Linked DNA regions of Mus musculus: region 1 is linked to region 2. Evidence: chromatin contacts called from public HiChIP or PLAC-seq data. All regions are on one chromosome and are shown on one strand. Each heading gives the region's core, a stretch centred on a gene start, on an enhancer-like site or on the middle of the called end of the contact. The rest is flanking DNA. Distances are from core to core; before and after follow the strand shown. Region 1 overlaps Sox2ot (SOX2 overlapping transcript (non-protein coding)). Region 2 has its middle 28 kb from the start of Gm38509.

Region 1 (4,078 bases), core at 306-2,805, 100 kb after region 2:
ATACACATGTCCTCTTTTGTCCGATGGCCCTGATTGTTTCCCGTAATTTCAAGAAAAAGATGTTTCTTTAAAATTTTTCTAGCTGCAATTACTTTATTTAATTGTGCCATCTAAAAACAAACCCAAGCCCTTCCTTGAGGTTTTTCTGACCCATATTAAGTGACAGCAATGCAGGCCGGTGACATGTGACTGCTGCAGCAAAGTCCAAGGAGCTAGAACACTTAGCCTCGAGCTCTGTCTTTCCTCCGTGACCTCACATAACTTTCTGCTTTGTGTCACTCAAAAGCTTCCTTGCCGGAACCTCTACCCGGTGGCGACGGGACAACAGAAAGTGATAAGCCTCGGAAGGCAAGGGTCTTAGGGATGCCTAAGAGCAGGCCGAAGGAAGGGGGAGATTTGCTTCACTGCACTGGACTGCTTTTCTTTTTTTTTTCTTTTTGCTTTCAGGGAACAGAGGAAAGCTTTCCACCTGTAGCATGACAAGAAGCCAAAGCAAACCTGCGTGGTGAAAGTCACCCACAATCACCACCAGACCTAAAGGAAGCCAAGGCTACTGTGGTTCGTGCTAAAGAGCTGTGAATCGGTATGCTCCCATTTCTGGGCGGGCTGGCATCCTTCAGGCCTTCTGCTGACATCAGGAGGTCGCTTCCAAAAGCTCTTCTAACCTCAAAGGCAATGTCTGAGAACGTCAGCTTTCCCTGAGGCCCACTTCTGCTTGGCCTCAGCATCCCTCCCAGCCCAGGCTCAGAATTGGGCTTCCAAACCCATCCTTACAGAATTCTTAGATCGCTGGCCTGATAATCTTTAAAGCCTTCTTCTTAGCTGGGGCTCTGACTTTTATCTCTCCTCCCACCCTTCTTGGATTTTTGTTGGCGGCCCCCACTCCTTCTTCCTCTCTCACCCCCCCTCCCTTAATTTGGAGATCACTGACACGCTATGCTGTAATGAGTCCTTCAGAAACTGTTATGATCTATGGTGACAGTCTCTACACCTAATTCACAGCTTATTGACAAGCACCGTGGGCTCAATGGTGTCAAGTTGTACTTGTGGTATCTGCACTCTTCAGCAGCCCACGTAGCTGCTGGGCTCTGGTTCTGGAGCCACAGCTTGGCAGTTTATTGAGAGATGATGATCTGTCTGGAGCTCTGCTCCTTTCAGTCTGGTCCGGTTCTTTCCCTGGCTCTTTGTCTGGGACTTAAATTCTAGGAGCTAAAGGTTTTCCAGAAAAAAAAAAAAAAAAAAAAAAAAAAGAAAGAAAGAAAGAACCCCGAACAAGAAGACTAAACTCAATAAACGAAAGCTCATCCTCGAACCTGGATCTTATTAATAAGCCTTGTCCCTGCCCCATCTCCAAATAGCCTGCCCAAGTCCAAACCACACACCCTGCTTCTCAGCGTTTTAAGCTTGGGAGGTAGGGAGGGAGAAAAGAAGGAAGGAAGGGTTGAGGACTTGGCCTGGACTCAGTGGACCTAAGCTAAGTTGGCCCACCCGGCTGGCTGGCTCACAGGATCTCGAAAGACTCACTACTTTACAAAGCAGGGCGCCCAGCCAACCCGCCAGGGCTCAAGCCTGGATGCCGCGGCTACAGACCCAAAGCGCCTGCCACGCCCCTAAAGGGTACAGCGCGGCTGGGGAGATCCGGCGGGATGCCAGCCCCAGGAGGCTCTGCCTTCTTGGAGATCTCAGTCCCTGTTTGGCGGCCTTCCTAGTCTCCAAAGGTGGAGGGGCCTCCTCCCGGCTGGCAGTCCTGTGGCGTGGGATTGGGGCCGGGGCTCAGCCACCTGCGGCTGCAGAATCACAATGCAACCGAGCATGGGTGGCGCGCTCAAGCCTGGCTCACTGCTTTTTGCTCAACCTGGCTGTGCATTCTCCACCGACATGGCTTAGTTGCGGACTTAGTGGGCTGCACGCCTGTCCCCTCTGACCTTTGCCTAGGTTTTCTGTCCGTATGCTGGAGAGAAGACTCCTTCGCCGACAATTCTTCCACACTCCGCAATGGCGGTTGTCTAACCCTTTTGCAGTCCGCTTCCGAGGCAGGACCTGTTCTTGGTTTCTCTACTCTTCTGCTTCGCGAGACAGATGACCGCAGCGCTGGGACCCAGGACGCCCAAGAAGCGTCCCCCAGGCTCCTCGGTGCGCGTGGGGGGTCGCGAGGCTAGTCTCAGGTTGGGATTTCCCTAACCAGGCCTAGCCTCTTCGTGGAAAAAGGGTGGAGGTGCCGAGGCAACGGCTCCTGAATGTCCATCATTTCGACCGACTGTCGGGTAGATTTCTCAAAAATCCCCTCTCGTCCGAGATCCGATCCCGGAATCAGATGAGAGGGCACGTCATCGCGCGGAGCAGCTCCTTTAAAAACCATCTTGGATCCGCTAATCTGGAGCAGGAATAAACACACCCTCAACAGCAGATTTGCAGGGATATGGCATTAAATGTGCAGAATGCTATCCTGTTAGGATATGTTAAGCTAGTTTCTGATGGCAAGCCCTAACCTTGCTGATAAAAGTTAAAACGGCAAACATGTCCCCGAAGTAGGAAATGGCCATTTTGTTCATTTGTTGATTTTTTTTAAATTTTAAACTAAACAAACCAACATTTCCCGCTTTGTTGGGAAGTCAGAGGCTGTGTTCTTTTTGTAGCCGGCCTTTCTGAATCAGTCACAAGGCGGCTACTTTCCCTCCCTCGCTGACAGAAGTTACAACTCTTTCTTACACAGACAGGTTTGGAAGTATTAAATAAAACAAATCAAAACTGTTTCCAGGACAACTTGGAGTCCTAACCAATAAAATGTATCACAGACCAATCTTCCCTGAAATTCTACATTGATATCAAAGTAGAAAAAGACACCTGTTTGGTAGACAATAGCTGTATTTAACCGATTGCCAGGAAGGAAAAGTTTGATCAAGAGTGGTTTGAGGCGAGGGAAGAGGAGGGGAGGTAAATACTTGAAGGAGAGACAGGACTTTTAATTACATTCTGGAATTAATAATCAAATATAAACGAGTTACTTCATCCACTAGACACCCAAGCACTTTATATTTGGAAACCTTGTATCTGAACCGCAGCTGGCGCTTAAGCGAAGCACTCTCTTCGCTTTAGTGTTATTTTATGAAAAGCGGACAAGCGGAAGAAGCATTTTTTTTTTTCTATTTCCCTGTAGTACCATCGCTTAGCCTTTAAAAGAAGACCTCAAACCAAGCCAGGATGCGGGTGGGGGAAACTGGGGTGTAAGGAGGAATGCCGTTTTTTAAATAAATGAAATGGAAAAGAATGTAATCTCTTTGGCTTTTGTTGAAGTATAGTTATCTTTTCGGGGCATAAAAACTTGTTTCCGCACCCCCACTTCCTTTTCTGGGGGCAATAAAGAGTTTTCTTTAACCCCAGGGCAAGGGCTGAAGCGGGTTCGGGAGGGCGCTGTGTATCTCCCACTGCGTCCAATAGGGGGCGCTGGCGTGAGACCGCGGAGTCGCTTCTCTTCTGAGCTGCTCCCGGCCCGACCGCGACAGCCGCTGGCGAGGTCGAGCGTAGAGCTTTCGTCTTTGCGGATAAAAAGAGATTAAAGGCTAAATTCTTTTTGGGTGGTGTGTGTGTGTGTGTGTGTGTGTGTGTGTGTGTGTATGAAGAGAGGGTATCAGTTTTAACCAACTATGAAAATGTAGAGCTTTGATGTTCTTGTAAAGAAACTCCTATGGGTTGTAAAATTATAAGGTTTCTGAGCCAATACGCAGCTACACTGTGTGTGGAAATTATTTAATTAAAAATATATTTTTCATACGTTCATACGTTCCTTTAGAAGTACTTTAAAAGCTGACGCTTATTCTTCTGGCTGGCCTGTTGACCCTGCCACAAGTTTCTAATACTTTTATTTTAGCTGTGTTGAAGGCCCTTCTGTTAATTCGAAGTGGAAAAAAGAGACTCAAATATTTAAATCCCTCACTAAACAGTTACTGGTCTGTTTCCTTCCATACTTTCTTTAAACGCGGCAGTTATGTGATGGACACATTTTACTCTGTTGGCGCCTCAAAGACAGGTATAAATGACAAAAAGGAATTCTAATAGGAAAAACTGGGTGTTGGGCCAC
Region 2 (4,377 bases), core at 88-2,587:
ATGGAGCACACCTTTAATCTCAACACTTGGGAGGCAGAGGTGGAATATGTGTGAATTCTAGGCCAACCTGGTCTACATAGCAAGTTCTAGGCCATCTGGAGCTACACAGTAACCGCCTGTCTCAAGAAGAGAGAGACAGAGACAGAGAGAGACTATAGACTGTATCCTTTTTAGTGGAAACAAGGATTGTGTGTATAGAGTGTGCTATACTGGAGATTTGCAGCTGACCAGGGCTGCCAAGACAGACGGGTCAGTGGGTAAAGGCTACTTGCTGCCAAGCATGACAAACTGAGTCCAATATGTGGTAGAATGAAAGAGCCAATTCTAGAAGTTTCTCTCTTACCTCTACAAACAAGCCATGGCTCATTTTCATGGACATGTGCACATATACACACATGCACACAATGAGAGAGAGAGAGAGAGAGAGAGAGAGAGAGAGAGAGAGAGAGAGAGATGTGTTTGACTGCATGTATGTCTGTGCACCACATGTATGTAGTGCCTGAAGAGACCCCAGGAGAACCTTGGATCCTCTGGAACTGGAGTTAAAAGTGATTATGACTGATCACATAGGTGCTGGATCAATCCCAGGTCCTCTGGAAGAGCATGCCATACCATCTCTTTTTTGTTGAACCAACTTTCTAGCCCCACCCCCATGCCCCCAAAAAATTTACAGCTGGACCTGGTATTGCATGCCCATAATCCAACCTCTCAGCCAGCGTAGGGATCAGAAATCCCCAGGGCACTGCTCTTTGTGTGTGTGTGTGTATGTGTGTGTGTGTGTGTGTGTGTGTGTGTGTGTGTGTGTGTACACTTGAGGCCGAGATGGAAGCTAAGCAAGGGCTTGTTTGGATGAAGGAGGAATGGCAATGAGAGGAGAGGCAGCCGGGTATGGTGGCACACGCCTTTAATCCCAGCACTCGGGAGGCAGAGGCAGGCGGATTTCTGAGTTTGAGGCCAGCCTGGTCTACCGAGTGAGTTTCAGGACAGCCAGGGCTACACAGAGAAACCCTGTCTCGAAAAAACAAAAAAACAAAACAAAACAAAACAAAAACAAAAAAAAACAAAAAACAAAAAACAAAAAAAAAAAAAGGAAAGGCATCCTTCATTTTAGCCTCTAATCTGGTAAATAAATGAGATAAATGGGGCATCGGGTCAGTATAAGAGGGTGATCAGGAAATACTCATCGCTTGAATTCCTGAAATTGGGGGTGTCATTTAAACACTCAATGAAAGAATTTATGCAGAGTGGCTTGTGCAGTGGGTGGAGTCAGTCTGACTGCAGTGGAGGTAGAAAAACTGAGCTCTGTGTACCTGCCCATCCCTCCTTAGGACAAAGGCTGTGTAATCTGAGACCATGAAGGGGAATCAGTCCTTGGTAGACCAGTTTATCAGAGCCATTAGGACACTTAGTTATCTCCTTCTGAAGTTCCCATACGTTTCCAGGAATAAAGGACCATGTGCTCCTGAGGGAGGGGCAGGTGCTCTTGAGGAAACTAAAAATTAAGAGGAGCTGTGTTCACACCCCAGTTCACTGGGCCGGACAGAAGTATGGTCACAGAGGAGTGGTTTTGTTTGTTTGTTTTAAAAAAAGACTGATTCAACAGAAAACTTTGTGACTTTTCTGAGTTCCATGATGGGATGGGACCTTTATGAAGTAGGAGGAGCTCTAACAGATTAAAATGATCTGGACTATGACACAGATGACTTTGTGAGGTGCTAAAAGGACTGGAGAGGAGATGAGGAGGAGAGTAACAGGCTCAAATCTTAGTCACCCAAATGTAGAGAGATTGTGTTGAGCTTGAGTTCCTAGGAAAATCCTGAGAGAAAGCCAACTCCTGTGCTTGTGAGTCTTTGGGAGGTCACAACACCTGACTAGCAGTTCTCCAAAGGATTAAATGAAATAAAAGACAGGGAGATACTCCCTTCCTACAACGTGTGGGAGAAGATATCCCAGGTAGGAACCACCAAGCTGCTTCCCCTCTCCTCAGACATTCATTTGTGGAGAGCATCACTGCTCCAGAGGAGAGGAATTCCCTCATCTGCTCAGATCCCTCTCTCTGTACAGTAGGCCTACCCCAGCTAGTCAGACTGCCACACACCTGGCTGCCTGCGTCTCATTTGTATCTCCAACTCAAGGACCTTATACATACTGCTTTTTTGGTTATCTCTGTCACACGGAGTGACAGTCATTGGGAAACATGCCATATCTTTAGAAAGATTCACCACATCTGAAATATGTAGGTGGCTGAGGCAGGAGGATCACTTCATGTTCAAGGTCAGCCTAGGCTACCCTGTGAACTCAATGCCAACCTGAGCCACAGGAGGCACTATCAAAAATAAAGACTGGAGGGATGGCTCAGTGGTTAAGAGTACATTCTGGTCTTACAGAGGATCCAAGTTCAATTCCCAGCAACCATTTGACAGGTCACAACTTTCTGTAACTCCAGTCCACATGACTGGCTTCCACATGTGGTGCATATGCATACATACATATATACATATAATACACATAAAATTCTATATGCATAAAATAAGAACAAGAGGATATATAAATACATACTGTGCCTTTTCTACTGCTGTGACAAAGCACCATGACCAAGGCAACTTATAGAAGAAAGAATTTATTGGGGCTTTGCAGTTGGCATTTGTGAAGGTGAGTTCATGACTATCATGGCGGGGAGCATGGTAGCAGGTCTTGGAGCTGAAGCAGTGACTGAGGTCTTATCCACGAGCATGGAAGCAGAGAGAGAGAGAGAGAGGGAGAGAGAGAGAGAGAGAACACTAAGAATAGAAGAATGGTGTGGGCTTTTGAAACCTGAAACCCACCCCCAGAGAGTGACATACCTCCTCCAACAAGGCCAAACCTCCCAACCCTTCCGGCACTGTTATATGACTGTGGAAAGAGCCTATCTCATTCCATTCAAAACACCACATACTTTTCCCTATTACTCCTAAAAACCTTTGGTGAGGTATGTTGACTCATGCCTGTAACCTCAGTACCCAAGACGCTTAGGCAGGAGTATTGCGTTGAGTTGGAGATCATTATGAGCCATAGCATGAGACCTTGTTTCAAAAGAACAGGGGGCTGGAGAGATGGCTCAGCAGTTAAGAGCGCTTGCTGCCCTTGTAAGAGGACCCAGGTTTAGTTCCCAGCAACCACATGGTGACTTACAAACACCAACTGGAGAGTTCCATGAGATCTTGTGTCCTTCTCTTTCACTGGCACCACAGGATATACATATAGAAACGTAGACAAGACACTTGTACACATGCAAAACAAATAAATGTAAAGAGGCAGAAGCAGGAAGACTCCACAAACCACAGCATAGAGATGCTACATCTGCTCAGCAAATTCCAGGTCAGCAGGGCTAGCTAGACATTCTTCCCCAGTGCCCCTTTCTCTGTCACACACACACACACACACACACACACACACACACACACACACACATACACACACACACTCACACACACACATACATACACACAGACACACATACACACACACACATACACACATATACACACACACATACACACACGCACACAAACATACACACACACACTCACACACACACATACACACACACACACACACACACACACACAGACACACACACACACACACACACACTGGAGAGAGAGGTATAAAAAGACTTTGGTTGATACTTCGGGCCCAAAGGTGACTGGGGTCTTGAGTCCACAGGGTCTTTGCACCCAGGGAGAAAGAGGGTCAAGGCAGAAATCACAGAGCCCACAAACCCAGCACAACCTACAGACTCTTGCCAAAGAAGCAGGAAAAGGCAACTCCATAAGACAGGATATTCAGATAATAGCTGCTTCACTCCTGCCAGGCAGTACAGGGAAGCTGGCACCACATCCGGAGAGGAGGACAAGGCCACTCTTGCACAGTGGAGGAGACAGGCCAGAGAAAGGAGATGTCAAATAAGGACACATCTGGTGTTTTCTCCTCTGCTAGCCAGTAACAAGACCCTTCCTCGGGGTCAGCAGATACTGCCAGAAGTCGTAGACTTAGACACAGTCTGCCAGAAATAAAGTGTTCCTCCTTCCTCCAATTGTCCAGGAAAGTCCAGGAAAGGCCTGTCAGAGACTCAGGATCTTTCCCAGGACCCAGTAGTAAAAGGGCACCCACTGCAGTATCTTTGGAGACTGTGAGAGAAGGCAGAGACTCCATCTAAACCATGAATTAAGATATGGAGTCTCAGAACAGCCTAAAGATAACCTGTCACTCTCCATCCCAAGTGAGATCTGAACATGGGTGAACATAGCTGAACCTGGCAGTTCCTGACTCTAATGTCAACTGTGTGGAGGGAGAGGCAGGAAAGGGGAAAGGGGAAAGGGGAAAAAGGGGAAAGGG

Evidence for each region. HiChIP or PLAC-seq counts read pairs in DNA pulled down with a chosen protein or histone mark.
Region 1: an H3K27ac HiChIP or PLAC-seq map of embryonic stem cells shows a contact between it and region 2, with 17 read pairs. The contact joins two enhancer-like sites. A contact is called at or near these places in 6 of 39 promoter capture datasets (embryonic stem cells, liver and stem cell-derived epiblast-like cells), 1 of 15 datasets of contacts at CTCF or cohesin (embryonic stem cells), 30 of 484 Hi-C or Micro-C datasets (embryonic stem cells, liver, reprogramming fibroblasts and 2 more), 13 of 115 datasets of contacts at active chromatin or transcription factors (embryonic stem cells, epiblast stem cells and stem cell-derived neural progenitor cells) and 1 of 9 other capture datasets (embryonic stem cells).

The regions. Positions count from the first base shown.
Region 1 is chr3:34,640,263-34,644,340 of GRCm38.p6, reverse strand. The region is part of intron 3 of Sox2ot (SOX2 overlapping transcript (non-protein coding)); the gene reads right to left. Among named protein-coding and RNA genes, the nearest start is that of Mir1897, 3.8 kb to the right of the region's middle. Within about 2 kb of position 1,555, at least 71 of the 459 cell types and tissues checked have an H3K27ac peak or open chromatin away from gene starts, as enhancers often do. A contact at or near this core is called in embryonic stem cells, where this site is marked.
Region 2 is chr3:34,742,326-34,746,702 of GRCm38.p6, reverse strand. No RefSeq gene overlaps it. Among named protein-coding and RNA genes, the nearest start is that of Gm38509, 28 kb to the left of the region's middle. Within about 2 kb of position 1,337, at least 6 of the 459 cell types and tissues checked have an H3K27ac peak or open chromatin away from gene starts, as enhancers often do. A contact at or near this core is called in embryonic stem cells, where this site is marked.